2 separate regions of the Mus musculus genome follow, and region 1 is linked to region 2. Evidence: chromatin contacts called from public HiChIP or PLAC-seq data. All regions are on one chromosome and are shown on one strand. Each heading gives the region's core, a stretch centred on a gene start, on an enhancer-like site or on the middle of the called end of the contact. The rest is flanking DNA. Distances are from core to core; before and after follow the strand shown.

What was found. HiChIP or PLAC-seq counts read pairs in DNA pulled down with a chosen protein or histone mark.
Region 1: an H3K4me3 HiChIP or PLAC-seq map of the SCID.adh cell line shows a contact between it and region 2, with 34 read pairs. The contact joins the promoter of Slc52a2 here to the promoter of Mroh1 in region 2. A contact is called at or near these places in 13 of 39 promoter capture datasets (the 3T3-L1 cell line, the C10 cell line, the HPC-7 cell line and 7 more), 6 of 484 Hi-C or Micro-C datasets (B cells, CD4 T cells, the N1E-115 cell line and 2 more), 15 of 115 datasets of contacts at active chromatin or transcription factors (the 230-238 cell line, the NIH/3T3 cell line, the SCID.adh cell line and 8 more) and 3 of 9 other capture datasets (adipose tissue, liver and pancreatic islet).

Annotation. Positions count from the first base shown.
Region 1 is chr15:76,535,634-76,540,084 of GRCm38.p6, reverse strand. Slc52a2 (solute carrier protein 52, member 2) reads right to left here and starts at 1,255. Exons shown (of 5, transcript NM_029643.4): 1 at 890-1,255; 2 at 483-702; 3 at 1-391. The coding sequence starts at 612. Fbxl6 (F-box and leucine-rich repeat protein 6) reads left to right here and starts at 1,339. Exons shown (of 9, transcript NM_013909.2): 1 at 1,339-1,760; 2 at 2,010-2,168; 3 at 2,299-2,362; 4 at 2,665-2,796; 5 at 2,888-2,995; 6 at 3,079-3,192; 7 at 3,281-3,512; 8 at 3,614-3,860; 9 at 4,122-4,362. The coding sequence starts at 1,369. The coding sequence ends at 4,281.
Region 2 is chr15:76,378,865-76,382,998 of GRCm38.p6, reverse strand. It overlaps Mroh1 (maestro heat-like repeat family member 1), which reads right to left and starts at 2,486. Exons shown (of 44, transcript NM_175457.4): 1 at 2,423-2,486.

The DNA of each region.
Region 1 (4,451 bases), core at 6-2,505, 160 kb before region 2:
TGCAGGCACTCAAGGCGGCCCACCCCTTGACCCAGGGCTAGCACACAGGGCAGGAGGGCACTCAGGCCCTGACCCAGGAAGAAAGACCGTAAAAAGGGGGGTGGGAGGTGGCTCAAGAAGGGCAGGAAAGTGACATTAGAAGCACAGCAGGCCAATGCCAGCACAAACGCCAGCGTTAGGAAGGCCACTGAGTACGGCTTTCCTGCCACTGGGGCCACGTGGTTCCACAGAGAGGCCAGTAGGCCTGTGCCCACTATGCCTAGCCCCTGAACCACTCGGATGGGGACTTGCTCGCCCTTGCCGCGAGCCAGACGCCTCCACAGAGTCACCAGCAGCAGACCCAGGTTTCCCAGCGCCACAAGCACAGAGAGGTAGGAAGGGAGGCTCCAACCTGCAGTGGAAGGAGGAGATAGTGTAAAGGCACCAGGCTAAGGAACGAAGAGCAGCAACAGCAGCAGCCTACCTCCGCCCACTTCACTCACCCTCCGGGAGCTCTTTCACCACTACCGGCAGCTCTACCCAGATCCCGTTGACAGCAGCCCAGGAGCCCATGCCGAAAAGGGCCACCAGCAGATGGGTCAGCACCAGTCGGCCCAGCGGAGGTGCTGCCATTAGGTCAAAGGTCAAAGCGGGCCCTCCAGGACAAAGCGAAGGTAACAGTCCGCCCTTTTCCCACGTAGATCCAAAGCTTCTCTAACTATTCTAGAGAAAAAAAGAGTCAAGCTTTTTCACCTGGACGGAGACAAAAAACAAACCAAAACAAACCAAAACAAAACAAACAAACAAACAAAAAAACATGCGAGTGGGCAGAGTCAGGGTCTGAGGTGGCCAGATTGCAAAACCAAGGCACCTGGAGGGAGGCGGCGGATAGATCAGGAGCTGCACCTACCATGGAGCCTGCACCGGGACCCTTCTGTACAAGACTGGCAAGCGGGGGAGCGAGAAGCTGGCTTAAAGCATGGTTCCGGGGAGGAAGATGAGCGAAAGAGCCAGTCCTTGATGCTTGCGGAGGACCAAGTCTTGGCGCGGCTAAACCAGACTGGATGACAGCTAACTTCAGGCAGCCGGCGTGGATCGGCAAGAGGTGTGGCTGGCTGACTTGATTCGATTCTGGGCTCCTCGGCTGAGTGCGGTGCATCAGGGGCGTGGGGCCGGAGCAGCCCGCCCAGCCCCGGGAGCACGCCACTTAGCCCGGAAGGCAGCCAAACCCCAGCCAAAGGGTTGTAGTAAGACGCCGGCTAATGCGCTAGACTGCGGCGGAAGTCCCACCCCCGGAAGCTAAGTGTAGTGTAAAGGAGTGAGCTAAGGGGCCACGCCCCTTCCTCTCTGCCCACCCACCTTCCGCTTTTAGTTCAGCTCCCGGGGGCTATGGCTCCCGTGGCCTCTAGGCGAGTTAGACGTCGAGTTCGAAGCTCCAAGCGGCCCGATGCGCGGGGCCGCTCGGCGGAGGACTGGTGGTGGGACCGCCTGGCACCTCGCGGCTCTGGGTACCACCTGCTGCAAGCGGACAGCATGTTGCTCGTGCTGCCGGACCTGGAGCCTCCCCGCGCTCGTGCGCACCGGCGCGCCCGTCGCCGCGCTCCGAGGTCACTGGCTCGTGGCCCCACGGCTGTCGCCAAGCCCAGGACCAAACCCCGACCGGAGCCGTCGCTCGATCAGGGCCTGGACTCTGGTTGGGGAGACCGTATTCCCTTAGAAGTCCTGGTGCATATTTTCGGGTTGTTGGTTGCGGCTCATGGGCCCATGCCGTTTCTTGGCAGGTACACCAACAGCGCCTGCCGCGGTAGAGACTGGCGCACTGAGCGGGTGCTGCAGAGCAGAGGGCAGAGCAGGCATCACATCGGGCGAACACAAGTGCTCCGGCACCTGTCTTCACTTAGAGCTCAAAGCCTAGCACTGAGAACGGGCGACGGCAGGCTTTAAGACCGCTGCGCTGCTCCTAAAACACTCCATTGTAGGCATTACCCGCAAAAGGCCACGCACTCTCAGCAAACTTTTTCTTCTCCTAGGGCTGCACGCGTTTGCCGTCACTGGCACGAAGCCACCTCCCATCCTTCACTCTGGCATACTGTGACCCTGTCACCCTCGCTGGTTGGCCGGGCTGGCAAGGGCAACCTTAAGGGAGAGAAGAAGCTCCTTGCTTGCCTGGAGTGGCTCGTACCCAATCGGTGAGGGCTCCTTGTCATCTTACTGTCTGTTGTCTTCCCTGCATCCGCGTTGAGTAGGGGAGGATTCTGTCCAGAAGGGGGCAGCGTAAGGACAAGAGCACAACTACAGCCGGGCCTTGCTGTCGCCCAGGTTCTCTCAGCTCCAGAGCTTGACCCTCATCCACTGGAAGTCTCAAGTACACTCTGTGTTGGAGGTAAGAGCTGGAGACTGCCCTGCACACAAGCTGTCACGTTTGAGTGGTCTACTATGGGGAGGGTGCCCTGGTGGTGTACCACAGAGTTGTCTGCCTGCCTGCTCAGTTTCGTCTTGCTGACATCTTAGGAAATTGCTGGAGGAGACAGCAATTTCCATGTAGGCCTGGCGTGGACAGAATGGAGTCATAGCTGGGACTATAGGATAGGCTTGTCATGACTACCAGTGTCCCTGTAGATAGACCTTTACCTGCCCTCCACAACCCTGGATGGTCTCTCTCTCTCTCTCTATCTCTTGCTACAGCTGGTTAGCAAGTTCTGCCCTCGGCTCACCTTCCTCAAGCTTTCAGACTGCCACACTGTGACTGCTGAAACTCTGGTCATGTTAGCGAGAGCCTGCTGCCAGCTCCACAGCCTGGACCTACATCATTCCATGGTGAGTCCTTTGCCGTGGGTGGGTGGGGGACCCTGAAATCGCCTGGGCCCTTGTGACATGCATGAGCTGCACCTTTGGGCTGGATCCCCAGGTGGAGTCCACAGCTGTGGTGAGCTTCTTGGAGGAGGCCGGGTCCCGAATGCGTAAACTGTGGCTGACCTACAGTTCCCAGACGACGGCCATCTTGGGCGCACTGCTGGTAGGCTGGGGATGGTCAGGAAAAGGGCTCAGTGGGGACCAGCCCAGGCCTTTGACCTAGCAGTGTTTATCCCACCATTCCAGGACAACTGCTGCCCACAGCTCCAAGTCCTCCAGGTCAGCACTGGCATGAACTGCAACAACACACCCCTGCAGCTGCCTGTGGAAGCCCTGCAGAAAGGCTGCCCCCAGCTGCAGGTATTTATACCCTACTGTCTCCCACCTGCCACCCCTTGCCATATCTGCAGCCTGTCCCTCCTCCCTCCTTCTTCTTCCCTCTTCCTAGGTGCTGCGGCTGCTGAATCTGATTTGGCTTCCCAAGCCGTGTGGCCGAGGCGTGCCCCAGGGACCAGGCTTCCCCAGTCTTGAGGAGCTCTGTTTGGCTGGCTCCACCTGCAACTTTGTGAGCAATGAGGTTCTGGGCCGATTGCTCCATCGCTCCCCGAAACTGCGCATGCTGGACCTTCGAGGCTGCGCTAGGGTCACTCCTAGCGGTCTGTGTCATCTGCCATGTCAAGGTCAGCTAGCTGGCTTTGCTTGGGAAGGTGTGGGGGGGTCGGGGTGGGGTGGGGGTGGTCACTGAGTGCCCTAATAGTCACACCGAGTTCTCCCATCTCAGAGCTGGAGCAACTCTACCTGGGCCTGTATGGCATATCTGATGGCTTGACCCTGGCTAAGGATGGCAGCCCCCTGTTGACCCGGAAGTGGTATCACACCCTGAGGGAGCTGGACTTCAGTGGCCAAGGCTTCAGCGAGAAGGACTTGGAACAGGCCCTGGCTGTTTTCTCGGGCACCCCTGGGGGCTTACACCCAGCCTTGTGCTCCCTCAACCTGAGGGGTACCCGAGTTACCCCAAGCACGGTCAGGTCAGTGCACCGTTCACTAATTCTGTGGATCTTGAACCACTTGCTGCCGTGTCTCACTTAGGGACCAGAGGAGTGCTCCCTGACTCCTCATTGCCAGGGTCCAGGAGGGGTATAGACACGAGTCACTCGTCCAACTCCTTGGGGACACCGAGAGTACTAGATTTGGGCTTGGGTGGCTTGGGGTGGTAGGCCTGGTATATGTGAGGGCAGACGGGGCTCTCTGGCCAACAGCTCACTTTCCCACGGCTTGCCTGTTCACAGTTCTGTGATTAGTGGTTGCCCGGGGCTGCTGTATCTTAACCTGGAGTCCTGTCGTTGCCTCCCCCGAGGTCTGAAGCGCGTCTACCGGGGCCTGGAGGAAGTCCAGTGGTGTCTAGAGCAGCTACTTACCAGCCCGCCCTCTGCCAAAGAGCCCACTTAGAGGGCAGCCAGGTTTACCCTGCTCATTTTCACTTTGAAATGTTGGAGGTTTTGTTACAATAAAGGTTTTTTTTTAAAAAAAGATTTATTTATTTATTATATGTAAGTACACTGTAGCTATCTTTAGACACACCAGAAGAGGGCATCAGATCTCATTACAGATGGTTGTGA
Region 2 (4,134 bases), core at 1,237-3,736:
TGCTCTAGGACACAGACGTTTCTGTATGTGAGTATTAGTTAGGCTGGGACAAAACTGAAAAACAAAAAAGCAAAGCAAATGAGAGATGATGACAGACAGGGTTGGTGGGGCCTTTCCTTCCCGTATAGTAGGGTTTTTTTCTTTTTTCTTTCTTGCTTTTCATTTTTTTACAGGTGTACACCATTACAGCCAGTTCACAGCACCTACATTTATATGAACCGAGAACCAGTATGCACATGAAGCATTTTGCAAATTCCTGCTGGGCTCAGTCTCAGATAAAATATAGCCCCAAGGCAAAGATAAGCAGCCGGTGGGGGGATGGGTGGTGTCCAGGCACACGCAGTCACAGAATGCCTTATTTGGGAGGAATTGGGCCAGAGAGGGGTCAACTTCTAGAGGAACCAGCAAGAATCTGAGATGGTGTCCCAAGGTAATACAGTCAGGAGCTCACTGCTCACCATCCACCAAGAATATGATTTCTCAAATAAGCCACGTGGAACTGGGCTTCCATGCAAACCCCTGAAGCAAGGGGGACCCTGCAGGCCCGGGAAGAAAGCACCATCCAGCCAGGCGCTCGGAAGGCAGAGGCAGGCAGATTTCTGAGTTCGAGGCCAGCCTGGTCTACAAAGTGAGTTCCAGGACAGCCAGGGCTATACAGAGAAACCCTGTCTCGAAACACCCCCCCCCCCAAAAAGAAAGCACCATCCCTATGACATTCAGCAGCCAAGTGATCACAAGAGCCGCAGAAACCCTTCCAGTGTTATGTCCCAAAGTGGATCGAGCTGTGTACCCTGACGCCAGCAAGGATGTCTTCTGACTTCAAAACAACTTAGCTCAACAAAAAGCCATTGGGAGGCCTGGAGTTGCTCGTCAGACAACAGCAATCCTGCTTCTCACCTGGGCCTCTGAGAACCGTAGGAAAGAAAACTAAACACAAACATCTCCAACCCCACACACAGGTGACCGGGAACTGAGACAAGCACAGGTCAACAGGTCCCACCTCTGGCCTCTGGAGTCCCTTGACAGTCACCTCTGAGGGAGGGAGATATGACAAGATGCAGGTTTGAGTAAGGCTGCCTGCCTGGACATCCGTTTCAAGTTAATGAAGGCGGCCAGGCCTCAGCCATCGACTTTGACAGTAGAGCCCAGAAAGACATTCCTCATTCGAGCCACACATCTCAGCCTAAGGCCTAAGAGTAGAGCCTGCTGGCAGAAGCATCTCCCCGGCCTGCAGGTGCAGAGACTGCACAGCCAGCCAAGTCATAAACACAGGCTCCACAGGAATATCCCACAACCAGTGGTTTGCATAGGATCTCTGCTCTGGTGCCCCATCAACCCTGTGTCTGCTGGGGGTCTCCATCTAGATGACCATGGCCAACCAAGTCTAACAGAGCAGCTAAGACTTAACCCTTCACCTTCACCCCTGCCCTGCTCCACCTACCTACTTCCTGAATTTTTTTAATTTTACCATTTAATTAACTAGGTCGCAGGCTGTTCCTCCATTTCTACTACCATCCCCTTCCTTCCAAAGAGTTTCCTGCCTCCAACCAAGACTAGCCCCTCAAAGTTAGCCTCTGCCTTAACAGTAACTCCAGCTCACAGCCCCAGGTCTCCAGATGCCGCCCTCTATCCCTCTCCCGCAGGTCCTTATGCTTACTCACTGCACTTGAGTTTACGGTTCCATCCATTACCTTGAGCTCTGTACAGGGTAGAGCAGAGTCTTGCTGCATAACTGCACTGACTTGGTTGGAAAATTGGAATCCCAAACCTGGAGTGTCAGCCCTGGCTCCACCTCACCTAGCTCTCACCTTGCCTGAATTCTATACTCTGAGAGTTTTGTGGCCTTCTCCCTGGGGCCAGCAATCCTCGTGACTCTGGACAAATCACTTTCCTGCTCTACACCGCCTCCTTTAATCCGCAACGAGAATACAGAAAGACGAGTGGCTGCGGTGCGGTGAGCACTCGCTTTGCAAGTCCCTGAATTAAGGCTCAGTTTTATGAAAGAGACAGAAATGCCGGTAGCCCAGTTGCGGAGGTCAAAGACCTGAACACGTAGCCCCTACCCCGCAAAGGACCAGGGTCTTGAGTCACCGAGTTCCCGGAAGGGACTAGGACATGGATCACGCGACCCACGAGACAGCAGGGACAGGGACCAGGGACCACGCGCCGATGTCTGACAAGTCAGAATTGAATCGCAAGCTCCGAGATCCCTTCCAGGTGTAAGATGCGAAGCCGGGCCCGCTGGGCACACCTGAGATCTCCCAGCACCTCCTGGCACCGGCCCGCTGACCTTGGGGAGGCGCCCCTTGACACAGCTTCTCTTGCTGCTGGCAGATGGGGAGGCCCCTAGGCTCTCTGGTCCAAGTTCCTCAAAGGGTGCCTGGCCCCCACCACCAAAGATGAGCCTTAACAAGCCGTTTACCTGAGGAGCCGCCGCCGCCGCCACGGCCCGGGCGCCGCCCTCTATGCCCCAAGCGTCTCAGAGTAGGCGGAGCAGCGCCCCAAGCCCATCCCCGCAGCCCTCTGGCCAACTGCGGCCTGGCGCGCGGCAATTTGGCCCCGCCTCCGTGCGATCTCCACACTCATTGGTCAGAGTTCTGTCCCTCACGTTAACTCCGCCCACTCTCCGCTCCATGGAGCGCCTAGGTACACCTACTTCTTCCTGTTCTCTGCTGGGTACCCCAGCGGTCCGGTGACCATTTCACAAGACAAGTGTGAGTACTGCTGCTGCGCCAGACGCCGTCTGCGCAAGCGCTGTTCTCGAGAGTATTCGGACTCGGCCTCCAACTGCAGAAAACTCCACCAGGCGGGACCGGTGGCGCACTCCTTTAATCCCAGCACTGGAGAGGCAGAGGCAGGTGGATCCTTATGAATTCGAGGCCATCCTGGTCTACATAGTGAGTTCTAGGACAGTCTGGGATAAAAAGTGAGACCCTATCTCGGGAAGAAAACAAAAATAAAAAAAACAAAACAAAACAACAACCCAGCTGTCACGGACACACACAAGGTATTGTCATTGTTGTACATTGGTCACACACTAAACGCCTAAAACTACCCCAAACCCCTAAATGTACACATGGCCATGCCCAACAGAGGTACATGTCCAACCTATCAACAAGACATTGGGAATCAAGATGATCATGTCCTAGCTACCTGGGCTGCTTGCTACCTACCACTGTTATTCCAGCTCCAGGAGCAGCTAAAGCCTCTAAGGCTGGAAAGAGGTGACTAAAAAAGTAAAAGTAAGCCATACTACAGGATAAACTTTGGGTTTGGTGCCAAGAAAGCAAGGTTAGATAAGAGAGTTGGGGACGATCATGCCAGGAAGACTTGGCACCTGCAAAGAACCAGAGGTTGCAATCACCCAGATGTGTGTAAACAAGAGAAAGTTGTGGGTAGAGTTCTGAAAGCAAAAGAACCAAGAACCTGTCAAAGGGGAAGCAGCTACCATGTATCTAGGCTGACAGCATCGTTGGATGTGGAAATTAAGCTGCTGCGGTTGAACCAGGTCAGAGGCAAACACACAGCCAATATTCTTTTTCCACGATGAGAAGGACTTGGATGAGTTCTACTGAGAGGATAGAGCCCAAGAGAGAAAAAGACAGGACAGGACTCTCTGAGTAAGAGAGTGAAGCATTTGGGGCTGGCAAAATGGCTCAGTGGTTAAGAGCGCCAACTGCTCTTTCGAAGGTCCAGAGTTCAGATCCCAGCAACCACACGGTGGCTCACAACCATCCATAACGAAATCTGATGCCCTCTTCTAGAGTGTCTGAAGACAGCTACAGTGTACTTACATATAATAAATAGATAAATCTAAAAGAAAAAAAAAAAGAGAGTGAAGCACTTTGTGGATGGGGTCATGGCCTAGGAAAATGCTAGAAAACAGAGAGAGGGGACTAACTTGGGTAGCTGCCAGGGAAGGAGGTCTTTTCCATGCTAACACACAGGAGCCCCCCCCCCGTTGCTCTCCCCCGCCCCCAGCCTGAAAAACCTTGCAGTGGACAGTGGCAGTGCTCTGGTTGGCCACATTCCAACAAGCCCTGCTGATCCTGTGCTCCACAGCACACAGCCCACAGCCCCCCCCCCCACGCCAAACATACAAGCTGCCCTGTATGTATCACAACGTAACTTTTA